2 separate regions of the Sus scrofa genome follow, and region 1 is linked to region 2. A link is a contact called in public HiChIP or PLAC-seq data. All regions are on one chromosome and are shown on one strand. Each heading gives the region's core, a stretch centred on a gene start, on an enhancer-like site or on the middle of the called end of the contact. The rest is flanking DNA. Distances are from core to core; before and after follow the strand shown. Region 1 holds the start of CACYBP (calcyclin-binding protein). Region 2 holds the start of SUCO (SUN domain-containing ossification factor).

Evidence for each region. HiChIP or PLAC-seq counts read pairs in DNA pulled down with a chosen protein or histone mark.
Region 1: an H3K27ac HiChIP or PLAC-seq map of alveolar macrophages shows a contact between it and region 2, with 12 times the contacts expected there. The contact joins the promoter of CACYBP here to the promoter of SUCO in region 2. A contact is called at or near these places in 1 of 5 promoter capture datasets (liver), 1 of 47 Hi-C or Micro-C datasets (mesenteric adipose tissue) and 1 of 2 datasets of contacts at active chromatin or transcription factors (alveolar macrophages).

The regions. Positions count from the first base shown.
Region 1 is chr9:117,057,330-117,064,596 of Sscrofa11.1, reverse strand. CACYBP (calcyclin-binding protein) reads right to left here and starts at 2,294. Exons shown (of 6, transcript XM_013989620.2): 1 at 643-2,294. RABGAP1L (rab GTPase-activating protein 1-like) reads right to left here. Exons shown (of 26, transcript XM_021102607.1): 26 at 4,540-7,267.
Region 2 is chr9:114,912,853-114,920,061 of Sscrofa11.1, reverse strand. SUCO (SUN domain-containing ossification factor) reads right to left here and starts at 3,105. Exons shown (of 25, transcript XM_003357538.4): 1 at 2,687-3,105. The coding sequence starts at 2,748. LOC102164985 (a long non-coding RNA gene) reads left to right here and starts at 3,266. Exons shown (of 3, transcript XR_001299035.2): 1 at 3,266-3,591; 2 at 3,777-4,145; 3 at 4,928-7,209.

The sequences.
Region 1 (7,267 bases), core at 1,045-3,544, 2.1 Mb before region 2:
AGCTGGGCGGGTGGGAGGCCGCGGGGAAGCGCGGGAACCCAAGGACGCAGGAAAGCTGCCAGACAGGCAGGTGTCGCCGGCAGCCGCAGCGCAGCTCGATAGGGGAAACAGGGCGGTGGGGCGAAGGACGCAGCGGGAAGCTTTAGTAAGGCCGAGGGAGGAAGATGAGGCCAGACCCCTTACCTCTTCCAAAGCTGAAGCCATGGTCGAGCTGCGTCAGGCAAGGCCCGAGCTCCACCGGCACAGGGCGAGAACAGGAACGCCGCAACGAGCGCGCTGATTCCAAGCGCAGATCGCACGGACACGAGTCGCAGTGGCCGTGGCCGCGGCCTGAGAACACGCCCGACTCTGAACGGGAGAGCAGCCGGCCTCCGGCACGCGGCGCCTCTGGAACCTTCGCGAGTCCGTCGCCGAAGGCCCACCCCGCTCCAGCACCGCCTATAGGGCTTGGCCCCGCCCTGCCTATCCTGGCCCCGCCCCGCCCACCTCGCCCCGTAGCAACGGCTCAACTCTCGCGATCAAACCGGCAGTTCGAGAAGAGTAACGCCTCTTCCTTCCCGCCTGGGCAACTGTACGTAATTTACTTTGACCCCCATCGCGCCGACTGCGCAGTCGCAGCTCGAAACCGCCGCTTCTGCTTACCTTAAACCACCCCGGAAATAACGCACCAATCTTCGGGGCCTAAACCGGAAGTTGACTAGGCAGTCGAGTGGTTCGGTGCGCTCTAGGACCCGGGGCCACTTCGTCGGCCATCTTGTCTAAGACTGTGAACGTATGCGAGTAAAGGACGAAAAAAGGGATAAAGGCGAGCCTACGTGTGCTAAAACGGGAAAAAACGAGGACATTAAGTGCGCAGGATCCTGAGGGGAACGGTTGTGTTTTCACTGGGTTCTGGCGCTCTGGGGACGTCAGGATTCAGCGTATACGACGTGGTGGCGTCATCACCGGTCGCAGTAGGAGGTGGGGTTGCGTTGGCCGTGTGGCGGGACCCAGTGGCGGCTCCGAAGCGGAGTAAGCTTCCTAATATGCTGGGCGCCTCCCGGGGTGGCTGAGTTTGCTTCCTTCATCGACCAGTCACCAGATTTGGATTCGATTTCAGTGAGCCTATTAATGTCAAAGAAAATGTGAGCTAAGATTTCCTGAGGCTGCATTCTGCTCCGGTTCTGACTCCTGCAGCCCGGCTTAGTAAGGCCCTTGAAAAACTCACTTTTCAGATAGATTATTTTAGCCTTTGGGGACCTCAAAACGTCTGAAACACGGTTGAGAATGTAGACGGTTACCCCTGAGATGTCAAATAACCCACACTCGGCTTTATCAACCCCAAGGTAAAGATGATCCGCAAGTCACAGAAGGAAAAAAGTACAGAAAAATGCAGGGCCATTATCTCAATAAAGAATCAGAAGTACAATACAAAAACAAATTACTTTTGCACACAACTTATGGACGTTAAGGAAAAGATGCTAGAACTAGAGAAGTTCATATCGTTTGATTCCATTTAAACAAAATCTAAAGCTGTGAGACTGAAAATCAGGTTGTGTTTGGGAAGACAGTGACAGAAAGAAGCCACGAGGGGGCTTTTGAGATTCGGCTAATTTTTTTTTCTTGATTTGAGCCCTGGTTACAGATGTGTTCACTGTGTAGAAATTTCATTGAGCGTCCTTCTGTGCAGTTTCTTGTGTATGTTATTTTTAACTAAAAGTTATATTTAAGTAGGCCCAAGAGGTAATTTTCCTGGTAGAAATGTAATACCGATAACAATCGTCAAGATTCGTAGGACTGAACTCCAAAGATCTGTGCATTTTATTTATACTTCAGGTTTTTTTTAAAAAGTGTCTAACTGGAAGCTTGGAATTATTTAGGCACTTAAATAGGAACAGATATCCCATTGCACTATGTGAAAATTTGACCTAATGCAGTGGTAAAAATTTGCTTGATTATGCACCTGGAGCAACTCCACCCCTCAGATATCCTAAAGTCACAAGTTTTAAACACCACCTATATGTTCATTCCCACCACTCTTCGGAAATCCAGACGGTCTCTGCGTGGATGTCTCATAAGCAGGTCCAACTCAGCTTGTGTAAAAAAACGCCTCTCAATTTCTCGTCCTCACACCTCATTGCAATTCTTACAATGATTTGCTAGCTCTGTGAATGGCCACCTCATTCTCTTAATTGCTCAGGCCAAGAAGTCATACTTGAGTCTTCAGTTTCAGGTCCTACATCCCATCTTCTGGCAAGTCTTGGTTTTATCTTCAAAGTATGTTGGTAATAAAACTACTTCTCATAATCTCCACTGCTACCAACTGAGACTAAGGTGTCATTATTTTGTCTGGATTTTTATCCTCTTAACTGGTTTCTCTCCTTCTCCACAGTTTTCCACAGGGCAGCCAGAATAACCTTCACAATTGTATAGAATAAAGTCCAGACTCCTCACTATAACCCAGGATGTTCTACATGATTTTATATCTCACCTTTTATAAATTTCCCATCTCATGGAATTCATCTCTCACCACTCTCCCCTCTCCCTGGTTTAAACACTGGTATTTTTGTCATTCCTTGAATCCACTGAGTTTCTTCTTACCTCTGGTTCTGCATGTAAACTTTGCTTTCTCTCTGGAATGGTTTCCCACCAGATCGTCACTTGGCTTTGTCTGTCTTCCCTTTCTGCCCGCATTTAAAACACCTCAGAATTCCCATTCTTAGGAGTCAACAAAACAAAATTCTGCTTCTCTCCAGATGTATACTATAATTGTCCATACATCTATCATGTAGAAGCAAAACTGACTCCTTGCTCTGCTGCCATTACGAGTAATTGGGTACATGGGATCTCAAAGCAAAAACAAAAACTTTGTATCCTGAGATAGATAAAAAAACAACAAAAACAAACAAAAACCAACATCATCAACATACACATCAGTTCATTGTGTCTAGTTCTAGTTCCCCAATGAAACTCTGAACCTGAGCTTTTCCTATAAAATTAGACTCCTTAAAAATCAAACACACTTTATCTCTGACTTTTGCAATGCTAATGTCTAATAAAAGTATGGATAATAGTGAGAATTACTGTTTCTCAGCAGGAACAAACTACTTACAGAGTCTATACTTGGAAATTGTATAGTTTTTTCCTATAAATATTGTAATTTCTGTTTGGTGAGTTCATCTTTCTGCAGCCTGAACTTCCTTGTAAGTGAATTATTAAAAGATTGTGCTTTGAGTGCCCTTTTGACAGTAATCAAAAGTTTTGTTAAAGTGTAATTTCAAAAAGGTGAAATCAAGATTCTCAGGCAAATATAAAATGAGCTTTGCTATTTCATACAACTCATTGGTTAATGATAGAATCAATAAGTTGTTAAAACTATCAAAAAGTGCATTTGCATAGCTGAGTACTTATGGGCAATTTAACAATGGAATGTTAGTGTACATTTTCAAAGTTAGACATAAGCTGGTTAATGTCCTATGGTGTAGTAAACTACATATGGCCTTTGGAGTTATGTGTTCCTCTGGAAGGAAAATAGGGATTTGCACACTACTGAACAAAAATCTACAAGTTAACAAGTAACTTCACTAAGTGTAGGACCTTTAATCAGTAGTGAACAGTGAGTTCCACTTACTATTATGTCAAGACTACTCATGACCTCCTGTCAAATTCAGTAGATATTTTCTGAATAATTTACTTTTGATGTAAAATTTCTCATTGTTTTAACTACAACATGGACCAAACAAAAGATGTCTGTAGTCTGGGTTTGGGCCACAAACTAATTTTACAATCTCTGATTAGTATTTTTTTTAAAATACTGAATTGTAAGAGGAGATCTGCAATCTGACTTTCATTCAGTTCCATGTACACCCTGAATGAAAAGCAAGTTAGAAAAAAACACAAATCAGGATTCTAGGCACCCTGCCTTCACTCCAGGAGAGCCTCTGGAGCACTGTTGGATTATATAATGACACCCACTGTGACTCTCAAAGGCTAGCAGTAGCCACCCAATCCAGGACTAGCCAAGCATATTTTTGCAAGATTTTGGAATTGGGATGCTGAGATGCTAGTCCATCTCTGCTGGTCACTTGAAGACATGTAAACTTGGAAGCTGTGCATTTAGAAGCAGATGCCTCTTTTCAAAGAGGCAGGAGCAGATAAGCATCACCTGGCAAAACAAGCAGAAGAGTGATTATGAGAACAGTTGCTTAGGTTCCTGATAGAATACCAGTTCTCTCTCCCCATTGCTGCCTCAGGCCCAACAATTTAGCTTTTGGTAGCTATGAATTAAATATACTTTTTTCTTCTTATTTAATTGCATTATTAGTAAGCTAGCTGGAGAGAGTTTCTGTTAACTTGCAACCAAAGAATCTCTACAGAGAGGAATACAGGGCACTTGGCTGTGCTGTACAGGATATCGTTTTGTAGGGTAGGTATAACCTGGAACAAATTCCTGTGTATTTCTTCTTGCTTGTGTAGAGTCTAGTGTCAGATAAGTTTTACATAAAAACCGGGTTCAGATGATTCAGAATAAAATCAACTAAAGAAAGTAAAAAAGACATGTATGGTTTCCAGAACAAATGTTTATTACTGCTTAATGGGGCCAAAGGGGCAACACAAAGCATTGAAAACATCACTGGCTCACAAAAACAGTCACCTTGCTACCTTCTTGCATTTGTTTACTTCACAAGGCTTCATTCACACGTGAAAACAAGATACTAATCCAATTCAAGTTCATAACAATTATAAAAGTAAACATTTGTTGGGACAATGTACAATAAATTGCACTTTTCTTAACAAGCATTACATTTACATTTATAGAGTGTACTATACATAATACATGGAATTATGGAAACATCTAATTGGTCAGTGTTTAGAGAGGAGAAAAGCTGCTCACTAATTTCTTTTGTAGTCAATTAGCACAGTTTGGTCTAATCAACTCCTTTATTCTGGAACCTGTTTTCATTGGAGAAGCCATGGACAAAATCATAGAATTCACAAAAATAGATGGCATAGAATTTCTACTACCTCCCCAGCAAGGGGAAAGGTAGGAATTGAAATAAATAAAGTGGGACTGAGAAACTTTTTTTCTTTATTTGAATTAAGGATCCATATATTATGCAAAATACCAAAAATAGTGAAACTGATGCAAAGGTTATTGGAATCTTGGATTCTGGGACCATTTCCAGGCTTTATTCTTGTGCTTTCATGACACCAGAGTCTTGATGTATTTATGTCCTTATCAATCAGTTTCCTATATTTTAGTCCATATATAATATGTAGTTATTAACAGATTTTACATGTTAATTTATTGCCAATGAAAAGGGAAAGAAACTTAAAATATTAATTTTCTACTCAATGATTCTTTTAAAGTTTTCAGAATACCACAAATGATAAACCGGGGTGGGGGTGGGGAGAGTGGGACGTGTTGGTGAAGATGTTTTTATAGCAGGTAGCAAATTCATTTGAAGATAAACTTAACATGTAGTCTTTTAGATGGAAGCTTAGTAGGGAACATCTGACAGCTGGCTGTAGTCACTAGGCTACTTGTAAACATCCACTTTTCTCCTTACAACTCAAGATCATCTCCCACTGAGGTGCAGCCCATACTGAAGTATTTGTTTTGATAGCTTTTGAAAGGTAGGAAAATGCCTCAGGGCTTTGCCTGTATTGTATGGAAGCCACTCTAAGAGAGGAAGTATGTTGTGGAGCAGTTCCAGTTCAATGTTACCAGCATGGCAACTGGAGGGAACAAGTTACGTCTGGTAGGAAAACAGGGCACTGAGCTGTGTCTGGCCTTCTGTATCTGATCACCATGTGCATGTTCAGTTGCATGGTACCTGGGTATTCAAAAGAGGCAGGGATACTCCATATAAAATTCTACCAATCTCTCTTTCACACACACACACACACACACACACACAACTCCTCCATATAAAATTCTACCAATCTCTCTTTCACACACACACACACACACACACACACACACACACCCCTCACAACATTCAAATCAAACAACAGAGTTTGTCCACGCTCTCATCTACTTGTAACTGAAGCAAGAGAATCAGAGCTACTTTAGAGTGTTTTTTTGTAAAGAGTAAGTTATACAACGGAATCATCTTAGTAAATAAAAGTGTTCTTTTCAAGAGAGCTAAAACAAAGTATTTGATTTTTTAAAGGCTCCTTTCTCTCTAAAAGGATCCTGAAATCAGACAACTAACTTAGCAGAATGATTTGCAACTAATCAACTTAAAGGATCTAACTCTCACCTCTTGTGCCCTAAACTATGTATCCTCTCGTTTTTCTCAGTTTAGCTAGGAAATTAACCACTAGTTATTAGCTGGAAAATATTTTAAGAAAATGGAGTAAAGGTTTGAGAAAAATAAATATTAATACATAGCATAAGAGAAATAAAATTTTTGAAAACAATGGAAACAAGATAAATACTATTAAATATCCCAACATTAGTACAAAGATTACTTTCCTACTTTATTATGGAAATTTAAGAAAGCCAATGAAGAATAAACTACTAACTTAATAGCAGGGAGAGGGGAAGAGTGTTACTGGTTGCATGGAAAAACAGGCCATAGGCCTATGTCACATTCCTATTAGTGTTTCTGATAGGCACTCATATATAAAACATTATAGGTAACTGAAAATTCTTTTGCATTAAATCATATGTAACTAAATATAACTAAATTGTGCCATGGCTCAGGATGTAGGAAGCTAGCAAACAATGCACTGCAAAATTCAGCTTGGTTTCTTTCAGCTTTAAGGAATGTGTTATGATTCTTAAGATATAAAAGCTAATGACTGAATTGTCAAATTGAATTTCATTCCCTTAATTGATTCTGCAGAATTTAATGAAAAAAAAAATCACTTTTCAGAATGCTGCAAATGTTGGCTGTTTTATACTAGGGAAAGATGAAAAACACTCTAGAATATTTGGAAATTTCCTGGATATTTGGGCTGGTCAATCCCTTTCTAAAAGAAATCAAGAGAGGAGTAGTAATTTTCAAATATACTCAAAATAAGAGAAATTAAAATTAGCAGTTACTTAATGCTGGGATGCATGAGTTTTCAATCAATACATGGTAAAGGACATGTGGTTTGAGACAGTGCTATTATAACATTATATGAATAATTTACCAACTTTTCAATTTTCTTTTTTTCTGTATTTGCAGTTGCTACTCACCCAAAGGCATTGCAGGGAGGGCCAGTTTAGTCTATGGTACCAATACGCATACCCAAGTATGATTCGGAACTGGAGAAGGGTACAAAAAAAAAATCT
Region 2 (7,209 bases), core at 1,856-4,355:
ATAAACATATAGCACTTGTAAATCTACAAAAATGGTACAGCTTTTAAAAAAAAAGAAATGGATCACAAAATTTTGGAACAATTTATAAGACAAGACAAAAATGACTCTTTCGCAAAACTTGTCTTACCCTACAATGGCTTTAGGTTTTAAGGGAGAAGGGAGATGCTGAGAAATGACCTAAAAGACCAGATTACAGCAAGAGCTAGACCTCCAGTTGAGTCAGTGACATAATTTTTCTAATTTCCCATGGAAGAAGTCTCAAAAGACAGAACATATCACCACACACCATTCCTTTTATCATCACCCTTCCAAAAAATCCTCAAGCTTTAATATCCTATTTTAATCCCTTTCCATGGCTTCAGTAAAGAATACTTAAAATGTCTTTAAGTTTGGCAGTGCAAACAAACCTCAAAACAGACTAACGCAAATATTTCTTAAGCAAGTTTCCTAAACTTTTTACTATTTACTTAAACCCTTAAGATGGATTTTTCACTGTAGAAATCAAGAAACTTTACAGAACTTTAGGACTACTACTTTCAATATGAGGCTGGGTTTTTTTTCCCCCTTAAAGGTCACAACCTCACAATTTCTAATAAAGTTGAGAAACCATATTGAGGTTAGCTCAAGCAAAAGACAGCCAGAAATTAAACAAAGTAACAGAACACATGGTTAATTTAAATCCACAAATGATTTTAAAAACCATACTGTAATGTTTGATTTCATCACCACCATCCAATTAAGTTTTTAAAAACCATGTTTAAAGGTAGAAGTTCCCATCATGGCTCATTGGTTAATGAACCCAACTAGTATCCATGAGGACTCAAGTTCGATACCTGGCCTTGCTCAGTGGGTTAAGGATCCAGCATTGCCATGAGGTGTAGTATCGGTGACAGATGCAGCTCGGATCCCATGTTGCTGTGGCTGTGGTTAGCAGCTACAGTTGCCATTCAACCCCTAGCCTGGGAACCTCCAAATGCCACAGGCGCAGCCCTAAATAGACAAAAGAAAAAAATAAATAAAATAAAGTAAAAAGAACAATCATGTTTAAGGGTGGATATATTAAGTCCTGGAGATCACAATGTAGAGAATAAACACAACAATACTGTACGATAATTATCAACTTGCTAGGAGATTAGATCTTAATTATTCCCATCACATACAGAAATTAAGATTTTTGTGACTCAATAGAGGTGCTAACTATTGCTACAATGGAAATCATATCACAATATACAAATGTATCAACATGTTGTACACCGAAATTTACACAATGTTATGTGTCAAATATATTTCAATTAAAAAAAAATCAGAGATCCTGGTGTTTTTAAAACTTGAATGGAAAGTGTAACCTCTTTGCCATATCAACCATTCAGAAAGTGATGAAGAATAACATGGTCTAAAGATGGGCAAAACGAAGGAGAAAGTATAAAGAAAAGATACATAATCTACAAAGAATTTAACAGCCCCCAGAGAAAAGTGGATATGAATACAATGTTTTCCATACCTCAGGTACAAATTTAAATTTAAAATGAAGTAAGTGGACTCATCTATATGCACATTTCAACTTAGTAAGTATAAGGTGAGGTAACATTGGGAATGAAGGCAAGAGGCCAAATTTCTTGTTCTCTAAAATGTCTATCAATCTTCCAATCGAAATTCTTCAGCCAGGCAAGTGTTTTCTTTTCCTCTTATTTATATACTATTTTATGTTAGCAACAACTTCACTGTCTTTGGAAACCATCAGTCACCTACATAAATGAAAAAACTGTTCGTTTTGCAGAAATAAACTAAGCAAGAAACTTAGTTTATCTTGATTTTAATATAACAGCAAATCACTTTTAACTGAAGAATCATCTTTTTGGTCACAAATATCACACATCTTTGAAGAAATTCCCTTGGAGGACAAAATGGATTTTCCAAGTACAGTGGTAGTGATCCTTTGACTGACAAGCTCTTTCTGTCCCTTCAAATCTCTGTGCCAGAGATTAACAGAAACTCCGTAAACTTTATAGACAAAGCACTCTTCCCGCCTTCAAAGGGCAGGACTATCCTTACATTACTAAGGCACAATATCCAAGCCACACCACCAGAAACCACTATGCACACTACACCTAAGACACTCCACTAAACTAACAACTTCCTATTATCTACTCCTTGAAGAATTGCTTCATAACGCCCCCATAAGTATCCAAGTGTGCCCGAGGCCAAAGACCAGGCGAGAAAGGACCAGAAGAACTAGTTCTCATATACTACCTACCTTCATGACAAGTCACGTTTTTAAAATCACAATTCGGGAACCCATCACATCCGACTTGCTTAATGCCCTTACCACACCATGAAGGCAAGTGGCTGGTACTAAGCCCGAGAAACTTACAGCACATTTATCTGAAGACTAGCCGAACACTCCACCGTCTCCAAGCGTCAGGGTAACTGGGTAGGTACAAAACCACCTAGGCACCTTTCTCTCCCACTTAGTTTCTGTGAATTCCAAAATGCACCGTGATAACCTCCGCACAGAGTGCTGCCAGGCCAGTCCGCGGGAGAGTCACAGAGTAATTGGTTTGTCGCTTTCTAGCAGCCTTAGAAACCCGCACCCTAAAAGCCAGGATGATTTGGGGGTGTGACCTGGGCCGCTCCCTCGCCCCCCTCTCCTCTCTCGGGAAACTCCCGAGTTATCGCGGGTACTCACCAGACCAGAGAACACAGAGAGAGGCAGGAGACCAGGGCCAAGGCCCGCCGGTACTTCTTCATCTTTTCCTCCTTCTTTCCCCTGCCAGAAGGCGGCACATCCTCCCGGCAGCCGCCACTGCCGAGGCCAAGATGGAGGAGCCGGAGCAGGAGAGCGAGGATGGAACCGAGAGTCCGAAGGGCTGCGGCGCTGGAGGAGCAGCTCCTGAGCAGCTCGCGCGCTAGCCGCCCTCTCTCAGTGGCCCACGGGGGCGCCGACGGGGGCGCTTCACAGGAAGACTCCGGGGTCTGCCGCTGCTGCCGCGGCCGCCGGCTCGTCCGCGCCCGCCTCCTCCAGCCGCCGCCGCCACTGCCGCCCCATATCCCCCCAGCCCTCCCCGGCTCTCGCTCCGTGCTGCCGGCGACCAACGGCCGCAGCGTACTCGCCTCTCAACAGCCAATCGCCAGCAGGGCCGCGACACCTCACACACCGCTGAGCTGGAAGGAGACGCGTCACCCACGTCCAGCGGCGCTCTCACACCCACCAGGCTCCGCGCGGGCCACGCCCCCTCCGACGTCTCAAGCGGATAAGCCCGTTGTGGGAGGACACAAAGCGCGACAGCCGAGGTTGCCGACGCCCCGCCCACCTCAAATCCCGCCCAATTCAGGAAGTCCGAGAGGAGTCTCCTGACCCTCAGCCTTCTTCCTACCGTGTCCCGCCCCCTCGCCCAGGGCGCGTCGAGTCAGCGCAAGGGCCGTTGGGAGTTGTAGTTTTCCTTCAGGAATCCGCCTTTCCCTTTCCCTGTCCCTCCTAGTATCACTGTTTTGATGAAAATGTGTGTAGTTTCTCTTTCTCACCGCAAGACTGACCAGCTTTCAATTTACACTCAGTTTGCCTCTTTTTACCAAACTTCGTGGAAAGGCTGAGTATGACGGGGTAAAACTATACCAATACAATTTAAAAGGCGTTTTCCCGGTGTCAGTGGGGCGGGCCCATCAAGCTAGATGCTGATTGGTTGGCGGGAGCCGGGGGCGGGGAGGAGGGGGAAGAGTGCGGCAAGATTTCCTCTCATCTGATTGGCTGAAGTGAAGAGTCTTTCGCTTTTTTTCAGCCTCCTGGAGAATTTCCCCGCCGGCTGGATTCCTCTGTTGGGATCTGCTCCCTGGGTCACTATTCTCTGGGATTCGTACTTTGCTTCTGCTGCGGTGGGGCCAGAACGGGAAACTGCCGCTCTTGCTGGGAGAGCACCAAGTCCTGGGTTTCACCGAAAACGGGAAGATGGTCGTGTACATGCGTCTATTGCTGCAGTCCAAAAAAGTGATCGCCTCTCAACCTTTAAAAAGAGCAATGTGCCCACCCCAGATTTTTATGTCACGGAGGCCCCTAAAAGATCTCTCAGAAGCTTGTTTAGGGACCCTCTGCCTGAAAGTCCAAAATGCTTGACTGCTTTTCTTCCCAAGCGCCTCTTGACATAACTCTCGTAAGTGGGCACTAGCTTCTGTTTAAGGAAGAAGACGTCTGGCCTCTGGCCTAATGTGTTCCTTCTTCTATCTCTGGTGATATATTTGTTTCAGACTCTTGACACTAAGAAGAGAGTTAGTCGCTACCGAGGGATATTTCTTTTCTAAAATAAGATGCAAAAATATAACTCAATGGTGTTTCCCTTTTTGTCTTGGCTGTGGGAAACTCAACTATCTTCTCCAGAAAGCAGCCAGACAAAAAGAAGAATGGAGACTCCAATTGTCTGTGCCAAGCAACATGGCTTAATGTTTAGGGTAAAAGGTGCTCAAAGCACGTGTTAGCAAAGCATGAGCCACTTATTCCACATGTGTCCAGGGAAAAAAGACGAAAAATTCCCATCCAACACCTAATTTTGAAGCATGTAACTTCCTTGTAAACCTTCTAAGTTGAATTGAGGGTTGTTACTATATTCCCAGGTAACTGAATGTTTTGACTCATCTAAAATTCTTGATATAAGTCAACTGAATATTATAAAAGTTCTGCAACAGGTGATTTGGTTTAAGAGGCATTCATCCTAAACTAATTTTTCTGGCAATAATTAGCTAACAGTTCCAATGATCTGTTCATGCCACTTTTAGCGTATGACTGACAATAAAATCCCTTCATCTCTCTGACTTCACTACTCTTGCCCAAGAGCAGTATCAAATGATTACTATGTAAGTTAAAAGGAAAGTAGGAGCAGTAGAAGGATGGGGATTATTTTACATTCTTTACTGTGTTAACCTTTTCCTTTCTCTCTAGGAACTAGGTTACTCAGGACAGAGAACAGGTGCTCCTGAGCTGACCCTCAGAAGATCACAGCCAAGAAGGTTCTGAAGAAAACTTGCTCATCACAAGTTATTAGGTGCCTCTTCTGTCTCCTCTGCTTCTCACTCCAAACCCACAAGTCTTTTCCACCAAGTCTCTGTAATGATCTTTTGTAATATGCTGCTAGTAGGTAGAATTTTTCTTCCTTCTTCCTCCTTTCCTTCCTTCTTTCTTCGTTTTTCCTAGAGGTGGGGCTTTATTGCTACCGCTGTGGTAGGGTTGTCATCCACCTAGTTATTAATCAATAAGTATCTTTCATTATTTCAATTAATAAATATCCTTTTCTCTTTTTGCTAGTTTCATTTCCATAGCTTCGTGTTAAGGTTTAATCTTCAGTTCTCTGAGCTCTTGGATAGTTCATAAAACCAGTTCTCAACTATACTGTTGACTCCCAGGTCTATATCCCAACCTCTTTACAAGTAGTTGCTGGATATAACACTTATTCTACCACCCTTTCAAATTTTACCTGCGTAAAACTGAACTCATCTCCCCTATAAATTAGCTTCTTCACCCAAGTTTCTATTTGTGTTAATTCTTCTTTGTTTTAAGGCTTCAGATCATGAGAATAAGAGAAGTTCTGTGGAGCTGACCTTTGAAAAACTGGTATACATTTTTCTGCATGGTTGTTAAATATGATGAGAAAAAATAATGGAAAATTATATTATAATGCAATAAAGAAATAAGAAAATCGGTAAGAAGTATATAAAATAAATTTTGCATAGAAAAATACCACCATATTTAAAAGTTTAAGGTATGCCAAAGAATGTCAAGAAAGTGTATAGAAAAATCAAAATATGCATATAATCTTTAAGGCTCAGGCTAAGTAACAACCACTGCCACCTCTCAACTAAACAACGTAGTAATCAACCAGGCACAATTTTTCCCCTTGGGAGAAAACTGAGCAAAATCTGGAAACATTCTTGGTTGTTACAATTGAGGAAGTGCTACATCTAGTGGGTAGAGGCCAGGGATGTGACATCATACACAGCAGAAAATGCCCTACACAACAAAAAATTGTTTGGCCTGAAGAGCCAATAGTGCCCAGCTTGAGAATCCTTGATGTAGCAGAATCTCTCAATTTGATAAAATCCCTAAAGCACTGACCACACACATGATAATTCATGTGCCTTGCAATAACTTGGATTATTCAAGTCACCTAGGACTAAACTACAGGATGAACAACAGTTCTCCCATTCCTAAAAGGCTAACACACACAAACTCTGAATAGCCTCAGTCCCTGCCCTGATAAAATCAGACACTGATCTTTGCTGATGGTGGAAAAGAACAAGTCCATCTCAGAAAGAAGCCAACCCCTCTGGCCATCTTCTTTGTCCTGTATCTCACATACATTAAAAGCCCCAGGGAATAAATATTGTTTAATTTAAGTCTATGGTATGTGATGATCCAGGTTTGACATATTTTGAATTTGCTGAAAAGTTATCTGCCATTTTCAGCATTATAAAATGCTGAGATACGATGTGTCTTAGAGAGGAACTGCTGAAGCTCAGCAAAATTGGAGGCTTCCAGAGGAAAAGCTAGTTAGGATGAAAGTTCTCTGGAGATCAATGAAAGAAAGGTCAGAGAATTGAGAAAAGACTAGTAGACAAGAAAAGGGACTAAACCAGACGGGAAGAAGGGTGAATTTGGCAATCAGAACTTAAAATTTTAACTACCTGTAGATACAATATAGGCAGAGCTTTCTATTTGCCTTCATTCCATTTGCTGCTGCTGCTTTGAGTGTGTGCAGATATGTGCACCTGCTTTATTTAGTTACCCTTTGCCTGAGGAGAGCCTAAACTACTTTACCAAGTCTACCTTAGAGCACTGATAATGTGGCCACTTGAGGAGATAGAGGTAGAGCTCACAGGGAGATAAGAAAGTAAATTGCTTCTCTAGGACAGTCCTTCCAGAAGGATCACAAACTGAAATGTTGGCTTGTACATGTCTATTTATACTGAAAATACCAAAAAATAAGATTTCCCCTTTAAAATTTTCTACTTTATGATTCCCAGTTTAACCTTATATCACTGATTAACAAATGTCTACTTTGAGGATACATAAGTTTGGCAGGCTAGTAATGGAATCATCCAAAGGAGGGATTACTTGGGAAGTGGGTGATCAAGAGGGAGAAATCAAGGATTTCCAGGAGAGAGTGTGGTCATGACATGAATAGGAAAGTCAGGTTTGTAAGGAAGATTAGTTTGGTTTTAGAAGCA